Regions from separate parts of the Mus musculus genome. Here region 2 is linked to region 1. A link is a contact called in public HiChIP or PLAC-seq data. All regions are on one chromosome and are shown on one strand. Each heading gives the region's core, a stretch centred on a gene start, on an enhancer-like site or on the middle of the called end of the contact. The rest is flanking DNA. Distances are from core to core; before and after follow the strand shown.

Evidence for each region. HiChIP or PLAC-seq counts read pairs in DNA pulled down with a chosen protein or histone mark.
Region 2: an H3K4me3 HiChIP or PLAC-seq map of embryonic limb bud shows a contact between it and region 1, with 2.6 times the contacts expected there. The contact joins the promoter of Dnm3os here to the promoter of Zbtb37 in region 1. A contact is called at or near these places in 1 of 39 promoter capture datasets (cranial neural crest), 1 of 115 datasets of contacts at active chromatin or transcription factors (embryonic limb bud) and 1 of 9 other capture datasets (adipose tissue).

What each region holds. Positions count from the first base shown.
Region 1 is chr1:161,032,483-161,036,410 of GRCm38.p6, reverse strand. It overlaps Zbtb37 (zinc finger and BTB domain containing 37), which reads left to right and starts at 1,562. Exons shown (of 5, transcript NM_001356489.1): 1 at 1,562-1,633; 2 at 2,127-2,323; 3 at 3,650-3,928. The coding sequence starts at 3,678. It overlaps Gas5 (growth arrest specific 5), which reads right to left and starts at 1,810. Exons shown (of 11, transcript NR_166052.1): 1 at 1,692-1,810; 2 at 607-659; 3 at 397-428; 4 at 167-203. LOC115487643 (a small nucleolar RNA gene) reads right to left here and starts at 1,017; the gene lies at 938-1,017. It overlaps LOC115487678 (a small nucleolar RNA gene), which reads right to left and starts at 561; the gene lies at 500-561. It also overlaps LOC115487638.
Region 2 is chr1:162,215,689-162,219,508 of GRCm38.p6, reverse strand. Dnm3os (dynamin 3, opposite strand) reads right to left here and starts at 1,886. Exons shown (of 1, transcript NR_002870.2): 1 at 1-1,886. All of the region lies in intron 14 of Dnm3 (dynamin 3), which reads left to right. Mir199a-2 (microRNA 199a-2) reads right to left here and starts at 1,695; the gene lies at 1,586-1,695.

The sequences.
Region 1 (3,928 bases), core at 313-2,812:
GATACGCAGAAACAATGCCCTGACTTCAGACTTCCCACCCACTCCTCTATCTACAATTGCTCTCAGGGAACAATACATTCAATGTGTGGGTTGAGGGATCTTTAGTGCTCATTTGCCATTGGGTATTCCTTGTAATGGGACCACATGCACACACAAAATTGCTTACATTGCGCTCGCTCTGTTATCCAGCTTCCTGACGAGTCCTGGGGGGGGGGAATCTTTATGTAAAAACTGCTTACTCTGTAAGTAGCCCCCAAATCATTATTTTGTGTGCCTCAGTTATAATCATGGTGGTTTAAAGCTATCGTCACCCCAGCTGTCAAGAGTAGCAAATATGATGTCATCATTGTGGCACTGTCCTTTCAACCTAACTTCTCATTACTATTCAGTACTCACCTCGTAAGCCTTCATCCTCCTTTGCCACAGAACTGGAAATAAGAGATGTGAACAGTCAGTCCCCTTCTTCACGGAACTAAACCCTTTCCAGTAGCTGAATTAAAGCCTCAGAAAAGTGTTTTTCAGAAATCCCTTCTGTCCACTACTCTCATACCATCATGGGCTTTGTGGTCATTATGTTCTAGTCATGCCCCTCCCCCACTGAGTTACCTGGCTGTGAGATCCCACAAGATGTCCCATCACAGAGGTCCACACTGCCATTCCTAAGAAAAATGTTAATCTTTAGTAGTTCTACTTCCACAAAATGGACCTGTCTTACAAAGAACTCCGTCCACATAGGCACTGTTGAGTTGCACATATCCAGCAGTTACATATAAGTCTCTAATCCAGGTACTTCCCAAGAGCAATCGTCCTCTTTGTTAGTGACTAAGGCCTGCTGGCAATCTCTAGCAAAAGCCTTCATCCCATGGTGATCGCGAAAGAAACACCGCGTGGCTTCGCATTCCACCCCCGTTGAACCGTGCACGAGGTGACTCAGCATGCTCTGCCATCAGAATCGTTGGTATTCATCAACAAGCTCAGTTGTCCCTACCAACATAGCCTTCATCATAGCATGAACACGCATGCTGAGTCGTCTTTGTCTGGTGTCCAGACCAAAACCCAATGCTATTTTATGTCACAAATACACGCAGAACCAACCTCCTAAAGTTTCCAGCTTGTGCCCTGAACTAAGCTCACCGGCTGCGCCGGGAATCCCACCAGCTTCCAGTGCTTCAGCCTCCAAGGCCCGAAGCCATAACATACTCAGGAAATTGCATACCTGCTCAGAATGCCGCACAGCTCCGAAAGGCTGAGATGGCGGCTGAGTCGAGTATATAAGGTCTTCGTGACGTCAAGACGCAAAGCTGCTTGCTGCGTCCACTTAAACCCCGCCCCTCACACGCCCTCAGACTCCTCCTCAAGCCCCACCTTCTTCAGGCCCACAAAACTTTCCCTCTGGCCACGCCCCCGAGAGCCCGGAGGGCGGAGTTGCCGCGGGCACGATAGGCCCGCCCTCCGCCTCCCTGAGGAGTACAGGCTGAGGGGAGGGGGCTCCTGCAAGGAAAGCGCTGGGGGTGGGGCGGGGTGAGGGTGACTGATTTCCTTCCGGCACGTCGCTCGCTCCGGAGGAGGGGGCGGGGGGTTTCACTTCCGGGACGGTGTTCCGGCCCATTCCGGCCCATTTCCACCCCCGGAGGTAGGTGCTGCTCCTTGACTGGGCTCGTTCCCCGCACCCCCGCCCCGTTAGCTCATACCCGACGCTCCCGGGCCGCGTCTGGGTTGCAGCCAGCTCCTGCGGCGCTCAGTCGCTGCCCCACCTCCCCTCCCAGCACTCGGCGACCTTCCGCCCCTTTGGCTCCGGGCTGTCGAGCTCGCGGGCCCGCCCCCTTGGCGAGCCCCTCCCTCAGGACCCCGCGCGCGCGCCGGGGCCACACCCAGACACACCCCCGCCCCGGCAACCTCCGCCGCCCTAGACCGATCCCGGGGCGCCGCCCCCTTCCCGGTCCCGCGCCTCACCTGTGCGCCCGCAACTCCCTTGCCGCGGGGCTCTGCTCCTGTCGAGCTTCCCGGCATCTGTGCCACCTCCTCGCTTAGCCAGGTCCCCCTTTTCCCATGCTTCTTGACACTGATAGAGGCCTCCCCAGTACCCGACTGGCCAACCCCAGCGTTCCCGATTCTCCCTTTTACAGCTCTCGCCCCTTCAGTGCCGACGCTAGAGAAAGACTTTACTCCAGGGGCTTCCTCCTCACTGGGGAATCGCTGGAAAGAGCAAACAAAAAAGGCGCTGGTGTAGGCTCCAAAATAAACATCTGAATTCGTGATGGCATCGACAGAGGCACTTAATGGATTAAAAGTTTCAAAACAAACAATAACGCTTTGGAAAAAGGTCAGATTGGTTAAAGTTGCGTCTTGAAAGCCGTGTTTGCACTTACCTGTTTACTCAATAAGTGTATTGTAAATGCGAGGTGATAAAGTGAGCTTGTCCGGACTACTTCCTGGTGTGCTGTGTAGTCTCATAAATTTAGAGAAACATTGGATGCACGGTGAGCCTAAATCCTTGTGGTATACTGGAACTACCCTCAACTAATTAAGACTATTTGATGCAATTGCAGTCTTTGTGGTGTGAAATTTCAGGCTTTATTTTTGTCAGCAGCTGTGGGAAACCAACTTTCCCAGTCAAAGTAGCATCACCACTTTGGAATACCCAAGTTTCAAGTTTGTTGGGGAGAAAAAGTATTACTTAGTTTTTGCTAACTCTGGCAACTAGGCCACAAATTCTCTGCATGTGAATTGAATGCTGACAGGGCTGTGGAATGTTTCTCAGAGTCACCTCAGAGTCCCATATTCAAAAAGTGGGAGCTCAAACTGGTAAGCTTAAAAATATGGGCCTAATCGGGCATGGTAGTCAAACACCTCTAACACGAGCATTCTTTAATCTCAGCAGAAGCAGTCAGCTCTTTTTGAGTTAGAAACCAGATGGTCTACATAGTGAGTTCCAGGAATAGCCTGGGCTTCATAGACCCTGTCAAAAACAAATATCTGGTGGGTGGCTTAATTCTAGCATTCCTGGAGGTAGATCGCTAAGTTCCAGGCTAGTCTGGTCTACTGAGCAAGTTATAGGGCATCCAGAGCTATATAGAGGGACACTGTCTCATGGGGAAAAGTAGTGATAATAGCGACCATTCATGTAGGATATTAGACTTTATACCCAATCTGTATGTGTTTGATGCCCCTTCTTAGTGAACTCCTGTCTTTATTTTATATAGTCTACTAATAAAGTATGGGCATAGCTTGAATTTTTCGCAGTGTAGCAGTCACTTTTTTGTGTGTTAATTACATTTTACAGTGAAATCTAAAATACCTTGTACCAGGCTCGGCAGCTTACAGTAATCCTAGCACTTAGGAGGTAGGATCAGGAGTTTGAGGCCAGCCTTATTACTAACAAAACACCTGCTGGCAATTCTGTTTCTACATCCAAACATAAGGAAGATCTCTCTTTCTATATGAAGAATTCTTTTTTTCTCCCTGAGACAAGATTTCACTTATTTAGCCCATACTCATGATTCTCCTGCCTCTTCGGTTTTCCAAGCGCTAAAATTACGTATGTGTAGCTGGCACTCATGGAAAGATTTTCCATTTGTAGGGATGTTTGAACTAAAAAGCACAAAGGGAGTCAAACTAGTACTAAGACTGTGCTTTGCTCTTTCAGCAGGGTTGAATGTCTGCCTGTGCTTTCAGGCATGACCATGGAGAAAAGTGGGAACATACAATTGGAGATCCCCGACTTCAGCAACTCTGTTCTGAGCCATCTCAACCAGCTACGAATGCAAGGCCGGCTCTGTGATATTGTGGTCAATGTGCAAGGACAAGCTTTTCGGGCTCACAAAGTAGTACTGGCTGCCAGCTCCCCTTATTTCCGGGATCACATGTCCTTGAATGAAATGAGTACTGTGTCCATTTCTGTCATCAAGAACCCTACTGTTTTTGAGCA
Region 2 (3,820 bases), core at 637-3,136, 1.2 Mb before region 1:
TAAATGTCCCCCGCTATATTTCTTACTTAATTGCCATAATTCATCAGAAAATTTTATGACCAAGATACCAGTTTTGGGATTATATGAAGCATAATTTTTTAAAAATAAAAATTGTAAGAAGAAAACTCAGAGATGCAGCTATACTATAGTATTTTACTAAGGAGAGTTTGCACTCTCCTTTGGGTTATTGGAGAATGTGTAACTTAGACAAAGATTCACACTTTAAAAGACAAAAGACAGTGTATTCGTTTTGCACAGAAAGCTCAATGAGCAGATAATATTTCATCCCATAGAATGTGGAATGAAATTTTCCAGGGGTGAAAATAAATGAAAGGCGAGACTTTATGGGTACAGCAGCAACATTTTCTCCCAGAACTTTCTTTAACGGAGCCACCGCTGATGCTCAATACAAACCTCCCAGCTTACTTAGTGACCCAGATTCTTCTAGTATTTTCTCTTTCAGTATTTCATTCAGCCAGAGGAAGTTTTCTTGCTTCCAGTCTGCCTACCTCCCCCACTCTCCTTCACCTCCAGGACAGCTGGAAACTGACCAAAGAAAACTTTTGCCTTCGTTTACAAATTCCTGTTTTATCAGCATCTTTTTAGACAACGTGCCTTATCATTTCAAAGGCCCAGGACAAGTGAGAGCCTTGTTAAAAAAAAAAAAAAAAAAAAAAAAAAAGATGGGCCAGCAGGCTCAGCTGACCAGCAAGTATCAGCCATTCTTGGATTTTAGAAGAACAATTTCAATGTTATCTAGTGAGCCCACTAAAGACAGAGCGCTATTCCCCTGGCCTGCTAAGTTGCTGAGTCAGTAAGATGTGGGTTTGGCACTTGGGCCCTCATCTCTGGCTAAGTGCGTTTGCATTGTCTGATAGTAAAATAACAAAACAAAAAAGCAAAAAACAAAAGACTAGACTGCTTCTTATCGTTAGGTACTATTATTTCTGGTGTTTCTATTATATAGATAAACAGAAAAGCTCCCTGTTCATACAAGAGTTTTGAAAATTGCATTTTTTTCCTTTAGGGCAAAATGCATTCATTCCTGGAGTGTTAGAGGTTGCATACATAGCTCATCCATGCTCGAGTTTAAGTCTCTGAATTATCAGTTTCAACCATTCAAAACTAAGTCTCGTTCAGTTTTTGCTACTTGTCTGGAGTGAGGTTTTTTTCCCCACCTTTTATTTTGAAGCGGAAGACCCTTACATTTAAGAAAGCATTTGAACGATCAACATTTAGACTTATAAAAAACACACAGAAAATCACAATTTACCATACGACCTTGCTCTTTTGAAAGTTAAGTTCACGGTTATCTGTCCCTTAGCTCAGTGTCTCCAGCGTCTTCACACAGGTGATGGGATCTCTATCTAGTTCCCCAATCACAGACCAGGTACGCAATCCCAGAGGCCTTACCCGCTGGTCTTCCCTGGAGCAGTCCTCTCCCCTGGCAGAGTCCCTGAGGGCTTCTTGGTCCCTAGTTTGCAAAACCTGTGAAGAGAAACACTGGATATGAGATTCAACAAAGGAGCACCCAGCTGTCCTCTCCTTGGAAGCAGCACATTGTGTCCCCAGCCGTCCATGGCGTTGCTGGCCCTTGCCCAGTCTAACCAATGTGCAGACTACTGTACAACGGCATTGTCCTGAACAGGTAGTCTGAACACTGGGGCGACGGAGCAGGATCTCCTGAAGCTTCCATCGGTGTGTGGAAAATCCTGTCCCGGGGCTGGGGAGAGCCTGTCTTCCTGCACCAGGGGCTTGTTCAGCTTCCCCCCTGAACCCTGTCTGCTGCATCGACTGAGACACACTAAAGGGCTGTGATTTCCAGTCTTGACGTGGCACATTTGCAGCAGACTAGGGAACTGGCAATGAATTTAGGACCAGGAAAAGGGGGAGGGCTGGGCTGGAGAGTCCATATATGGGATGATGTCACCCTGGGGAGGTTTGGGTATGCGCTGTGCCGCTGGAGAGACCGCTAGAATCGCCTGCTCTCAGACATGGGTCTGTGCATAAAATGGTACCAGATGTTTTCGTGTAATGTTAAGCAGTCATTTCATCTTCAGGCCAGATTTTTTCCCTCAACTGGGCAGGAAGTGGGGCCCCAGTATGGAAAAGCTGTAAAAAAAAAAAAAAAAGGCAAGATGTACAGTTCTGCTGTGGCCAACCGAAAGTGAGTTGAGAGTAGAAGTACAAATTTGTTGCCTGATCTGGGCTGAAGAAGTAATTTAAAGATAGAAAGATGACAAAGCAGTAAGCAGAAAGTCAAACACTGTTAAGCAGGCAAACTTCGAGGCCTTTTTTTTTTTTTTTAACTTTCCTGCGATACTTTGTTTTCTTGTATTTTACTCCTTAGTGAGGTCAGATAAGTTGGGGCTCCCCCCTTTCTTTTCCTCCTCTTCCCCCTTCTCCCTCCTCCTCCTCCTCCTCCTCCTCCTCCTCCTCCTCCTCCTCCTCCTCCTCCTCCTTTTCTGCTGGACCTGTCAGCAGCTTGCAGGCTGCTCTAGACTTGAGCAGTAATTACAGCAACTTCCTGAAAGTGAAGCCCCCATGAAAAGTCTGGAGAAATGCTCTTTGTCATGGCCTCTCCATGAGTAATTAGTTCCATATGTGGCCTTCCTCGTCTCCCTCCCTCAGCTCTCTTGGCTGGCTCTCTGCATGCCGTTCTATAGCCTTACCTAAGGAAATGTTAAAAAGTTTAGACTTCAAGCACCCACACTGCTGTACCGCTCTTTTCTGAACATTTCCCTCTGGTAGAGCCACACGGTTAAGGACAGCATTGTTTTATCCTGCTGGCTACTCCCAATTCTGTTTGAATACTTTTGTTTTGTTTACATGGTGTTCTGATGATGAGGTTTATCTCTGGTTAAGTAAATCTGTTGAAACTGGCCCAGTGAAGCTTGACCACTTACAAACTCTCAGCTCGCTTGGCCTCTAGTCCTCTGTCCCAGTTGTTAACTGTTTCAAATTATGTAGGCTGTTGAATGTTGTGAACATGAGGTCCCCTAACTTGTTTTCCACTGTATTCTGATTGATATTAGATTTTTGTCTCAAATAAGAGCTTTATCAATTGGCCTTGTAGAGGTCACAATGTGGGAGATTTTCTAAATCTAACTCACAGGATGAAGGGCTATAGTATTTTTGTAAGAATTAGAGCCCGAACAACTTATTTGTACCTGCCTTCTATGACACTTTTGAGATGTACAAATCTATATTGGCTGTTTCAAAATGCTTCAAGTGAGAGCCGCCTTAACTTATTTATTTTTTCCTAACATGGTTTCTTTTAAATTGATGTACCACAAACGGTTCAAAAGTGGTCCCAAGCCCTTGTGAAGAAGATTAAGTCAGAGTACTTTATCTAGAAGCTTATGATAGAGCAAAGAGGTTTATGTCAGGTTAAATACACCAGGTTGACACAGGATTAAATAGTTGATGCAAGCCAGGGGAATGCTTCCTATTAGTGTCTTCTTACCGGCCTCCTTCTCCTTCTTTAGGGACTATTTGAGAGTGGTTAGGGGAGCGCAGTGTGAGTCAGCTGCCGTTTCCCTCAGGGCTGCTACGTGATTACTGGAAATGATGGAAGGGTGACTAAGTGTGACCTAATGGTCTGATTGCAAGAGGATGCTGCTGGGTCCTCAGTATGTCTGTCGTACTAAGTCCTACAGAAGGCATGGGCTGGTGAGAGGTGGTTCACTTGGAATCCATCACTCCAGGTTAGGCCTGCTTCTGCTGCACATAGTGAAGGCCTTTCTTCTGCCCACTTCAGTTTCTGTCCATGGAACAGGAGTTGGCAAATGAAAAGTGGTTCTGACCAGACTGCTCTATG